Regions from separate parts of the Oryza sativa genome. Here region 1 is linked to region 2. The links are chromatin contacts, called in public HiCAR-type maps. All regions are on one chromosome and are shown on one strand. The core of a region is the stretch at or near the end of the contact, and the rest is flanking DNA. Distances in the headings are between cores, read along the strand shown.

Region 1 (5,583 bases), core at 1,841-4,340, 170 kb before region 2:
CTAAAGCATAAATCACAATATATAGTTGAAATGTAAGTACTCTCCAACCTTTTCTTACAATGCATATTTCGATCAGATATGTGTGATATAAGAAGATTATATGGTTGAGTGAATTGTAGAAGGAAATAATCATGATATCCTTGTTAATGCCCTGTGGTATTAGAGACCAAAGTTAGTGACGCAGTGTGAGTGCTTACTTGTGAATGTTGTAGAGAAAGGGAAGATAACTGAGGGGAAAGTAAAGTAATTAACTTTGCATGCCTGGCTTATATTTTGAAACAGAACCACAAAAATTGTACTTCTGATTTGAAGCTGGAGGGGAGCAGTTCTTATGTTACATTTGATATCACTTGACCAAAATGGTTCTAGCCTTAAAAATATTGCATGAGTTACTACACTGAATTGAATGAAATGAGACCATGTAGCTTGTAGATCTCAAGTAAAGATATCATGAATCCATGGCATAACTTCAGTAGCTTCATACAGGAATCATGGACTACCATTGCAAGCAGAACTAAATGTCCTGATGCACATTTTATGGTCGAAAAGAATAATTCTTGATAATTGTTAAAGGGTGCGCTAAGCTAATACTATGACCTGAAAGATGGTTTGGCATGGAACACTGCATATTTAATGGAAATGAGCAAAAAAGATTGACATTGATAAAATGGTAACTTAAAATGGGTGATGGAGGATTACGATGGACAGGGGCACAGTGCATTATCTGTGTCGTTTTCATTCAAATGTTTGTATTTATAAGACTTAATGATCATGTTGCGGGAATTGCATTCTTATATTCTAAAGTATTCCCACACTGCGCAGTTCTGGTGATGGATTGTACTTCATTTTTTTAGTGTTTGTTCAATTGTATTAAACTGGTTTTGATCCTATTTTAGACAAGCTGCTGCATATTCCATTGACTCACCGTGTCAAGTCATAAAAGAAAATATTATCCAACATTTACGCACCGCAAATCGTAGAGAATATGTGGATATTCAGCAATGTAACATCTGACTACATTTGTTTCTGATAATATCTTGTCCAATATAGTGTAAGGCAAAAAAAAAAAAAATCAGCACTTAAGTAACTCTGTTTGCCTATTCATGAGATAACTTAAGAAGCATTCTGTCTGTAGCCTCCCTAAACAGCCTGTTATTAGTAATTAGTAAGTCTGATAGTTCATTGGTTATGGCACTGCAAACAGCCGATTCTCTGGAATCTCTTCATTATCTTGCTTACTGATGATTGGGCTCTTGTTCGGTTTGTGAAGAGACTGCTGCTTTTCATGGTTAATGTTGTAATCCTGCCACATAATCTGAGCTTAATTTTATACATGACATTTTATTTCAAACTGCCCCTGATTTGTAACATGTCTATATGCAAGATGAAATGGTGGGGTCTTCAGAGGATGAGCCGTGCTCAGGAGACGCCGATGCAGCAGATTTTGGGCAAGAACACAGCTCCCGCTTGGCTGACCATGAGCTCAAAGAGATGTTGCTCAAGAAGTACAGTGGCTGCCTCAGCCGCCTCCGGTCCGAGTTCTTGAAGAAGAGGAAGAAAGGGAAACTACCGAAAGACGCGCGATCGGCACTTATGGACTGGTGGAACACACATTACCGTTGGCCTTACCCCACGGTAATGTCGCGAAAACGCCTTTTCGACACACAAAAGCCTCTAACCCACACTGACCTGGGACTCTGTCTTCCAATTGATCTTTCACAGGAAGAGGATAAGGTGAGGCTGGCCGCGATGACTGGCCTCGACCCGAAGCAGATCAACAACTGGTTCATCAACCAGAGGAAGAGGCACTGGAAGCCATCGGAGGACATGCGGTTCGCGCTCATGGAGGGGGTCACCGGAGGATCCTCCTCCGGGACGACACTGTACTTCGACACCGGCACAATTGGTCCATGATCAGATTGCACTCCAAATTAAATGTAGCACCTTGCAACAGACATTGGCAGGTATTACCTGCTGCTACACCCTCTGTGAGGAGCAAGGGATGATCATATATTAAAAGGAAAAAAAGATGAAATCAATCAATAACCTCATCATTTTGTCGAAATTATTGTGTATATGGTGTTGTAAGAGGGAGTTGGGATGACCTGTAAAAACTTGCCTGCATTCAGCTACCATAACATTAATTAATTGTTTGTATCCCTGACAACTGCATCCCCAGTTAAAACCATTTTAGACAGGAAAGAGTGAACTATGAGTAATAGTAACATGTAGCAATAATAAAGATACTTATTTTTTCCCTTGCATTTCATATTGCTGCCAATTGTTGGCATGCACATGTGTGATGTCTGTGTCTAATTGTGACCAATTTTAGCACTTAATATTGTTGAATGTTGATAAGAAGTTTGTGTTCGGGTGGCAGCTCAGGATATGCACAAGTTAGCTTCATCTTGTGGTTATATCCTTCATGTCAATCATCAACTGGAGTAAAAGAGACTAGTACTTCCCTTCGTAACAACAAGAAGAAGCAAGAATTGTTCACAATTTCATTTTTGAAGACTAATTATGAATCTGGGCAGTTCTTGGATTTCAAGTTGAGGCCCAGCTAGAGATGTCTGCAATGAGCCCATCATTCAGAACACACATGGCAGCCCAGGTCCATTAATCAGGTGGGCTGGCTGTTCATACCGGAGTATGCATGCAAGTTAACAAAAGGAATAAGTTCATCTGAGGTCCCTTACCTTATCGACGAATCCTATTTTCATCCTTCAACCATAAAACCAGTTACAACGTGTCCCTCAACTGCCAAAACACCATGAGGTCCCTCGGCGGTTTGGACGGTGGTTTTGGCTGACGTGGCGCATACGTGGCTAATTTGACTCGGTCTCTATCTGATGTGGCAATTTGATCTAAGAAAAACAAAACCTTGTGGGACCCACATATCAGTTTAACACATAAATTAATTTAAAAATTTTGGGGCTCAGGCGTGCGGCCCCGTCGGCGGCAACTTCAAGGGCTCTTACCTCACCATGCTCAGCTCGGGGGGACTCGTCTTCGGTATCATCAACATCGTCGGCAACTTCGGAACGGTCTTCGTCGACAACGTACGTACCTAGCTAGCAGTAGTAATGATGGAGGTGTGCAACGCGCAGGGGTTCGTGTACGGCATCATCCCGGAGAAGGGCAAGCCGGTGAGCAGCGCCTCCGACAACGTCCGCTCCTGGTGGAAGGAGAAGGTCCGCTTCGACAGCAACGGCCTGGCCGCCATCGCCAAGTACCAGGCCGACCACGCCATGCCGGGGACGCGACGACGACGTCGGCGCCGCACTTCCTACACGAGTTGCAGTACACCACGCTGGGTTCGTTGCTCTCGGCGCTCACGCAGCACTACGACCCGCCGCAGCGCCGCTTTCCGCTTGAGAAGGGCGTGCCGCCGCCGTGGTGGCCGGAGGGGACAGAGGCGTGGTGGCCCGAGTCCGTCATGCCCTCACCATCGTGGCCCCCGCCCTCGTTTCCACCATCCTCCACGCCGCCCTCCGACCTCGACGGCATCCTCTCCCGCCGGCGCCGCCGCACGCCGCTCCCTCTCCATCGCGCCTGAGAGGAGAGGGGAGAGAGAGAGAGAGGAAGAGAGGTGAGATGGGGAAAGATGAGGAAGAAGAGGATGGGTGAGAATGACACGTGGGGCCCACCATTTTTTATTAATTTGTGTGTGAAACTATTGACGAAAAAATCAAACACACCGGCCTGGGAGATCTGCTTAGCTCCAGTGCAGGTCCAAAGATTAATGAGATACGGGCGTGCCAGTCAGTTTGACCCTGCAACTGACAAGATGTGCAAATAGTAGATCAAAACAGCCGATCGGCCGACAAGCCGATCGAGTAGTTCCAGCTGATAGCCGATAATAGCCGATGCCGATACCATCCGATAGCGATAGGGTTTAAGCAATCGGCTATATGTCCAATATAGATAATGATATAAAGGCAATCGGCTGATGACGATAAAATATAACAATAATATAGTTCAGTAGAAACCAATCGGCTAGCAATGATATGATAAAATAAGCACTGATCCAAAGGTTAAAGCGTACATCGACCGGAGGTCCGATGCCATAAAATCCACAGATTAGATTAAACTGTGAAACCTTTGTTGCAATCGGCTAGATCCAACTTGTATATATATGTAATCCTTATGAGCCGATGCAACGTCCAGATAACTTATCGGCTAGCACCCCGATAAAACATTAGTACGACCGATCTGTGACAGTCCGTGACCGGTCGAATGACCGATGGAACGGCGGCTGTGTACCCTCGCCTGATCAGTTTGTCAGGCGGCGTGCGGCGTGCTCCATCCCATCCCATCATAATAATGAGGGGCTTCACAGCCTCTTACCCCAGTTAGAGCTGGTCCAACCACTCTGAACTGACCCGGGTTCCCGTTTCCTGGTGCGAACGGGAACCCGGAAGTCCTCATCCATTGAATGGCGAATGACAAGGGCGCCCTGCATGATTTGATGGGCCCCGCGCAGCATACGACGTGCAAATAGCTTCTGGGCTAAGGCACAAGACATGCAACTAATATAGAGAATATTTTCCCTTCTCCCTAGTTAGCACTCGCAGCACTTGTGGTATCCCCTTGGAGTATAAAAGGAGGACCATACCTAGCGGGAAGGGGGGAGGGATCGAACTTCGGATCGAACTCTGGATCCCCGAGCAAAAGCTTCTCTAACCCTAGCTTATATATCGGAGATTCGGAGGCTTTGCAAGCGTAGAAGAATCATCATACACACAGGAGTAGGGTATTACGCTTCATAGGGGTCCGAACCTGTATAAATCCCTTGTGTCTCTTTTGTCTCGAAAACCTCGGATTTCACCCGCTGCCCCCGGCCGAACTCACAAAAGGGGATCTCTCGATCACCCGCTAGAGAGGGTCACTCCCCGACAGGCGGTGAGGCGGTGGCGGCCACGACGCGGCGATGGGGGACGAGACGGCGGCGGCGGGCAACGAGGCGACGACACTGGATAAGGGAGACGCTCTGTATTCGTCGACTCGCCTTCGCCTCCTAGCCCTGCGGGTCTCCTCGACTCCTCCTCTGCTTTCTGCCGAATCCGCTGACCGCGGCCTCTCTGAACTCATCGTTCACCTGCACCGCAGCGGGTTCCCTGCTCCCTCACTGTGGTCTCCCTCGACTGATCATGCGCGTTGCCTCACCGTGATCACACCGCCGTGTCGCCGGATTGGGGAAGAAAAGGAGGCGGGAAGATTGGGGAGGAGGAGAAGGAGACGTGGGTCCCAGCCGTGCTCCTCGGCCACGTGGGGCCGTCGAGGGCGGCGGGGAGGCCGGCGGCAAGAGACAGGGAGGTAGGAAGCGGGGTTGGCGAGGAGGACGGGGAGGTCGGCGAGCCGTTCTGCTCCGCTCGGCGCCGTAGTAGTAGATACTCCCTCCGTATTTTAATGTATGACGCCATTGACTTTTTAATCAACGTTTGACCATTCGTTTTATTTAAATTTTTTGTGTAAATATGAAAATATTTATATTGTGCTTAAAGAACATTTGATGATGAATCAAGTCACGGTAAAATAAACGATAATTATATAATTTTTTTAATAAGACGAATAGTTAAA
Region 2 (5,101 bases), core at 289-2,788:
GAAGTTTACATCAGGCTACATGGAGCCACACCAAAGAGCTAGGGTTCAGTCATATCAGTTATCGTTCAAAATTAGATTAAGCACCAAGAGGCTATACTCAACAGAAGTAATGAAGTATGGATTGAAGCACACTAATGCTTGCACATTTTTATGCCATCTCAATGGAGCAAACATACAGGAAAATGTGAAGTGGCATAACCCATGAGGACATCAGGCAAGCTAAGCAACTATTGCAATGTCCTCACCTTCTCTCATGTCTCCTCTCGTGTACTACCCTCAATCTTCCTCTCCTCTCAACCTTCCTCCCCTTTACTCCGTCTTCCCTACCATTACATTGTGCTATACATTAACTAATCAGCAATTGCAATGAGGCCGCTGGTTCACTGCATGACAGAATAACGTCTAGAACATAAAGGTCGCTATGAGGTTACTCGTCTGGAGCATGACAGAATAAAATCTAGAGCGACAGGATTATCTACAATGGCAGGCTAAAATTAGATTATGTACAATGTCAGGCTGGAATCTAGAGCAACATGATTATCTAAGAATCAATGGCAGGCTAAAATTAGATTATCTACAATGGCAGTCTAGAACTAGTAGGTGCATGCTATGAGGCAAGAAGAGCTGGTTACCAAGGGTGCTACTGCTACTGCCTAACCTCGCAGACTCGCTCACCAAGATCACAAATACACAACAAATTAACAGCAATGCCAATTTTTACAAGGAACTCTAAGCAATAATCTGTTTGATTTGAATCGATTTGAATAGAAAAAAAAGGGAGAAAAATCTGTCTCACCCAGTGGCGTCGAGGACATCCCTAGAGATCTTCATCTTCTTGGTGGCGCCCCTGTAGAGGTCCTCAAGGCTGCAAGCCAGCTGCCGCTCGATCGCCGGAGCTTTCGTCGCCGACGTCTCCCCTGCCCGGGGGGACCCACCGAACCCCGGGAACCCGGCGCCGGGGGCGCGTGGCCCCGCGCCGCCGAATGCGCCCCCGAACATCTCCGAGAAGATCTCCTCGGCGCTCCTCGGGCTGAAGCGGAAGCCTCCTCCGCCGCCGTGGGAGGAGGAGGAGGAGGTGGTCGGCGGCGGCGCCGCGCCGGCCTTGAGGCCTTCCTCGCCGAACTGGTCGTAGATGGCGCGCTTCTGCGGGTCGCTGAGCACCTGCACGGCGGCGGAGGAGGAGGAGGTGGGTGAGTGAGAAAGGTGGAGTGCGGCGGCGGCGGCGATGGAGGAAGGGGAGGTGTACGGACGTCGTAGGCCTCGGAGACTTGCTTGAAGAGGGAGTCGTCGGCGTGCGGCGAGCGGTTCTTGTCGGGGTGGTGCTTCATGGCGAGGCGGCGGTAGGATCTCTTGAGCTCCTCGTCGGTGGCGCCGCGGCCCACGCCGAGCACCTTGTAGTAGTCCAGCCCCATCGCTCGCTGCTGGGCTTCGATCGATTCGACGGCGGCGGCGGCGGCGGCGGCGGCGACGGCGAGATGGGTAGAAGAAGAAGAGGGTTATCGTGGGTTGCTTTCTTCCTCGATGAGATGGTTTTTATCGCTTTTTTTTTTCGTTCGAGAAAAGATAAATTTGTAGTAGTCTGTTTTGATTTGATACTCCACCGTTTTTAGCCATTAACGTAGGTATTTATATAAATTAATTAATGAAGATAATGTAACGGGACATCATCGATGGTAGAAGTTTGTTACGACTTTGTAAGCTGTATACAAAACTACTGCCTCCATCTCTCTTTTTTTAACATAAAAGAAACGCATTACAAACTCATCCTATAAGTGCACACGCCACCCCTATAATTATCTCCCTTCTTAAATATAAGTATTTTGGTATGGACAGAATATTAAGAAACTAGGTGAAAATAATCTAATGAAAGTTGTGATTTGTTGATAAAAATAAAGTGGGTGAATAAATTAAATAAAGAATGTTTGGGATTCATTTTGATGAAAAACATCTCATTTTGGGACCGAGTGTTGTGTTGAAAATAACTTTATTTTAGGACAAAAGTTGTAGTATACTCTTGCTATGAAAAAAAAATCCTAACTATATATATAGTGTATGTCCAGACACATAGCTAGGATTTGGTTTCTTTAATGGAGGAAGTAGGTTACAATGATGGATTAGTACATATTAAATGTCTATATTTATATGATAATATCTGCTTAGAATTTTAAAATATTAGGAAATAACAAAATAAATTATCTGTTCTTAAAAAAATTGCTCTTATCAAACAATGTAAAGAGTTGTCTGTGGATTATTTCAGAAAAAAAAAAGAATCATTTTATCACCACTTGATTTGTTTCTCTTCTCTAACCGCAATTGTGGACCATTGACTTGGAACCAACAAAAAGCATTCATCATAATTTACTTAGTCTTTATTTTCTACCATCCTTTTTCTTCAGTCTTGGAAGCAATGTCAAACAACTTCACTTGTTTCACTATTTCTGTTTGAACCTGAACGAAACCAAATTTGATCAAAAGAACCCAAATAGGAGTGCTCTTTATTATTTGCCATGGACTCTCAAGTCAAATTTGAGGAAGTGGAACAGAGAGATAGGCAATTGAACTATCTATACAACACATCTCAAAAAAAAAAAGGAACTATCTATATGGGCCTGTTCACTTTGATGTCATTTTCAACCTTACCAAATTTTGGTAAAGTTGCCAAAAAAAGTGGCTACATTTAGTTTGCTGCCAAATTTTGGTAACTATATAAGAAATCCTGCCTGCCAAAATTTTGACACAGTTACCAAAATTTCGGCAATGCTAAAATTTGGTATGGTTTTTTTGGCATCAAAGTGAACAGGCCCTATACAACATGGACCCAAATGGCCCACTGGGCACAGTCATCTGTAGGCCTTGAACATCATCAGCCCAGTCCAAAAATCATGGCCCATAAGGCCATAAGAAACCCACTTAGAAATTAACGCTTAATCTATTACTCTATATTATATTATATATATGCTATAAAATTTGCAAGATCCTTTCAAGACAATTTTTTAAAGTCTGCAGGAACATCATGTATAAGTATAAGTATGATGAAAAAACATATGATTAAGAGAAAAATTGCAGCTAGAAACAATATTCGGTAAGAAAGAAAAAGATTAATAAAACAAACACTTTTGAGCTGGAAAAAGACATCTCCAGAATTCAGATAACCTTCACTTATAATCCATCAAATCAAACTAATCGAGGGGACGAAGTTTCGGTTTTGGCTATTCAAATGCGTCCATCAGCAAAAGCAGAATCATGAGCTCACGACAATGGAAAGGCATAAGTTTCGTCAAAGCTCATTTTTCACAACCGCTTTTGAGCTTTCTGCTGAATAACTTTTGGCCGCCTCAAGTCGGCTGCATTATTTCACTTGACATGCCCAGCTGTTTCTTACTCATCTTGCTAGTAGCTCTGTGTAAAGTGGAGGCTAATTTGCAAGCTAAAAAAGATTCATATTATATACTGCAATCCAGCATGGCTGCAGTGCTGCTTGCAAAGAAAAGGTCATGTGTTCCCATACCTTGACAATAGATTAATTAATTAAGGTGAGTGCCAAATGGAAAGTGACATGGTTGGTGATGGCAAAACCAAGCTGATTGATCATATGTCCTGACAGTGATATTGTCAGTAGTGATTCATCAGAGATTAGCATTTTGTTGTTTGTGGGTTTTGCAGGTTCAGTGATCCATAATCTGATGAGACTGTTTTTCTCCAGACCAAGCTGATTGATCATATGTCCTGACAGTGATATTATCAGCTGCGGTTCATGCCGTTCATCAGAGATTAAGCATTTTGTTGTTTGTGATTTTTGCAGGTTCAGTGAGCCATAATCTGAAGAGACTGTTTTTCTGCAGTATATCTCTGCTTTTTTGTGGAACAGGATTACAGGAGGGAGTGCTATTAAGGCACAAGCTTTTGCGTACTCAAATCGAATGATTGTTCTTCCTCAATCATTAGATACTAACCTTTACTACATTTCACTGACAAACATACTACCAGCTTTAGCTTTCTGAAAATTTCAACACTGTGCATCTTCTTTGACCTGCTCCACTATCCATTTCAAGATATATTGAGTCTTTAAGAAAAACAAAAGATGTTCTTTTTCCTTTTCTTTTCAAGCATGATGGGCATGAAATGTGGGGATACCTACATTAGATAGAGTAGATAGATAGTATAACTGAAGCTGAAATGCAATTTAAAGCAACAAGACGAAGGATTTGTTTCACCAACCATATGGATGCGGCCATTTTCTTCTCCTCTAATGTTCCTGTATGGACAAAATGCAATTTAAATGCAATGTTGTGTAAGGTAGGAGTAGGACCATAATGTACTATGTCAGGGACAAAGATCACAGTAATTAAATCCCTATGCATTTGTACTAATATAATATACTACTACCTCTCTATGAAATGTGGAGATAGCATTTGTCGGCACTACTGTTTACTAGGGCCTAATGGCGCTAATGTAATCCCTAATAGAACTATTCTCTGAAGATTAGTAGGAGCTTTGTCACTCTAAATGTACAGCATCTTCTTGAGTTAGAGTGTCCTAACAAATTCAGCTCACAATTGATTAATGGCATTTGCTCTCTTGCTGAATTATGGTCTTCCCATCATGATTAGTGTGGGTTGCATAAGGATCAAGGAAGAAGAGTACATATTGATCATGGAAGAGTACAGGATCCACGACCAAACCGATGTGAATGCAGAGAGAAGGGAGAAAAGTAAACGGCCTCCTTTTGTTGTGCTTGCATTGTGTATAACCATGTAGACCAACCAAACAACCAACTGCTCTCTTCAATTCACACGCAATTTGTTGAAATTTCACTTGTGAAAATTCAAACACGATAAAATGATATGGCATGGACCATTCAATTGCAATTTGCAGAGGCAAGAAGTTATGCTTCCATTATCGAAAGAATTAGTTATGCACTTATGCTTCCATTATCGAAAGAATTGAATGAAATCAATGTGGTTGGTTTCTTGTTGAATGTTTGTAGTAGAAAAAAAAAGAGAGAAATTTTCTCATCTATGAAAAGAGAAATCAGTTCAATACAAAATCATGTACAGCCACCATGAACAAAATGTGTGAGAGAATCACACAAATGATGTTC

What was found. HiCAR-type assays count read pairs that join an accessible place to other places.
Region 1: a HiCAR-type map of leaf shows a contact between it and region 2, with 2.1 times the contacts expected there. The contact joins the promoter of LOC107280899 here to the promoter of LOC9268635 in region 2. A contact is called at or near these places in 1 of 15 Hi-C or Micro-C datasets (seedling) and 2 of 4 datasets of contacts at active chromatin or transcription factors (both in leaf).

The regions. Positions count from the first base shown.
Region 1 is chr5:1,734,555-1,740,137 of ASM3414082v1, reverse strand. It overlaps LOC107280899 (protein ETHYLENE-INSENSITIVE 3-like 2), which reads left to right and starts at 3,090. Exons shown (of 2, transcript XM_015783014.1): 1 at 3,090-3,239; 2 at 3,344-3,559. The coding sequence starts at 3,090. The coding sequence ends at 3,559. It overlaps LOC4337701 (homeobox protein knotted-1-like 10), which reads left to right. Exons shown (of 5, transcript NM_001420127.1): 4 at 1,385-1,635; 5 at 1,723-2,324. The coding sequence ends at 1,914.
Region 2 is chr5:1,563,112-1,568,212 of ASM3414082v1, reverse strand. It overlaps LOC9268635, which reads right to left and starts at 1,538. Exons shown (of 3, transcript XM_015782028.3): 1 at 1,251-1,538; 2 at 797-1,161. The coding sequence starts at 1,412. It overlaps LOC9266041 (putative serine/threonine-protein kinase-like protein CCR3), which reads right to left. Exons shown (of 1, transcript XM_015781830.3): 1 at 4,999-5,101.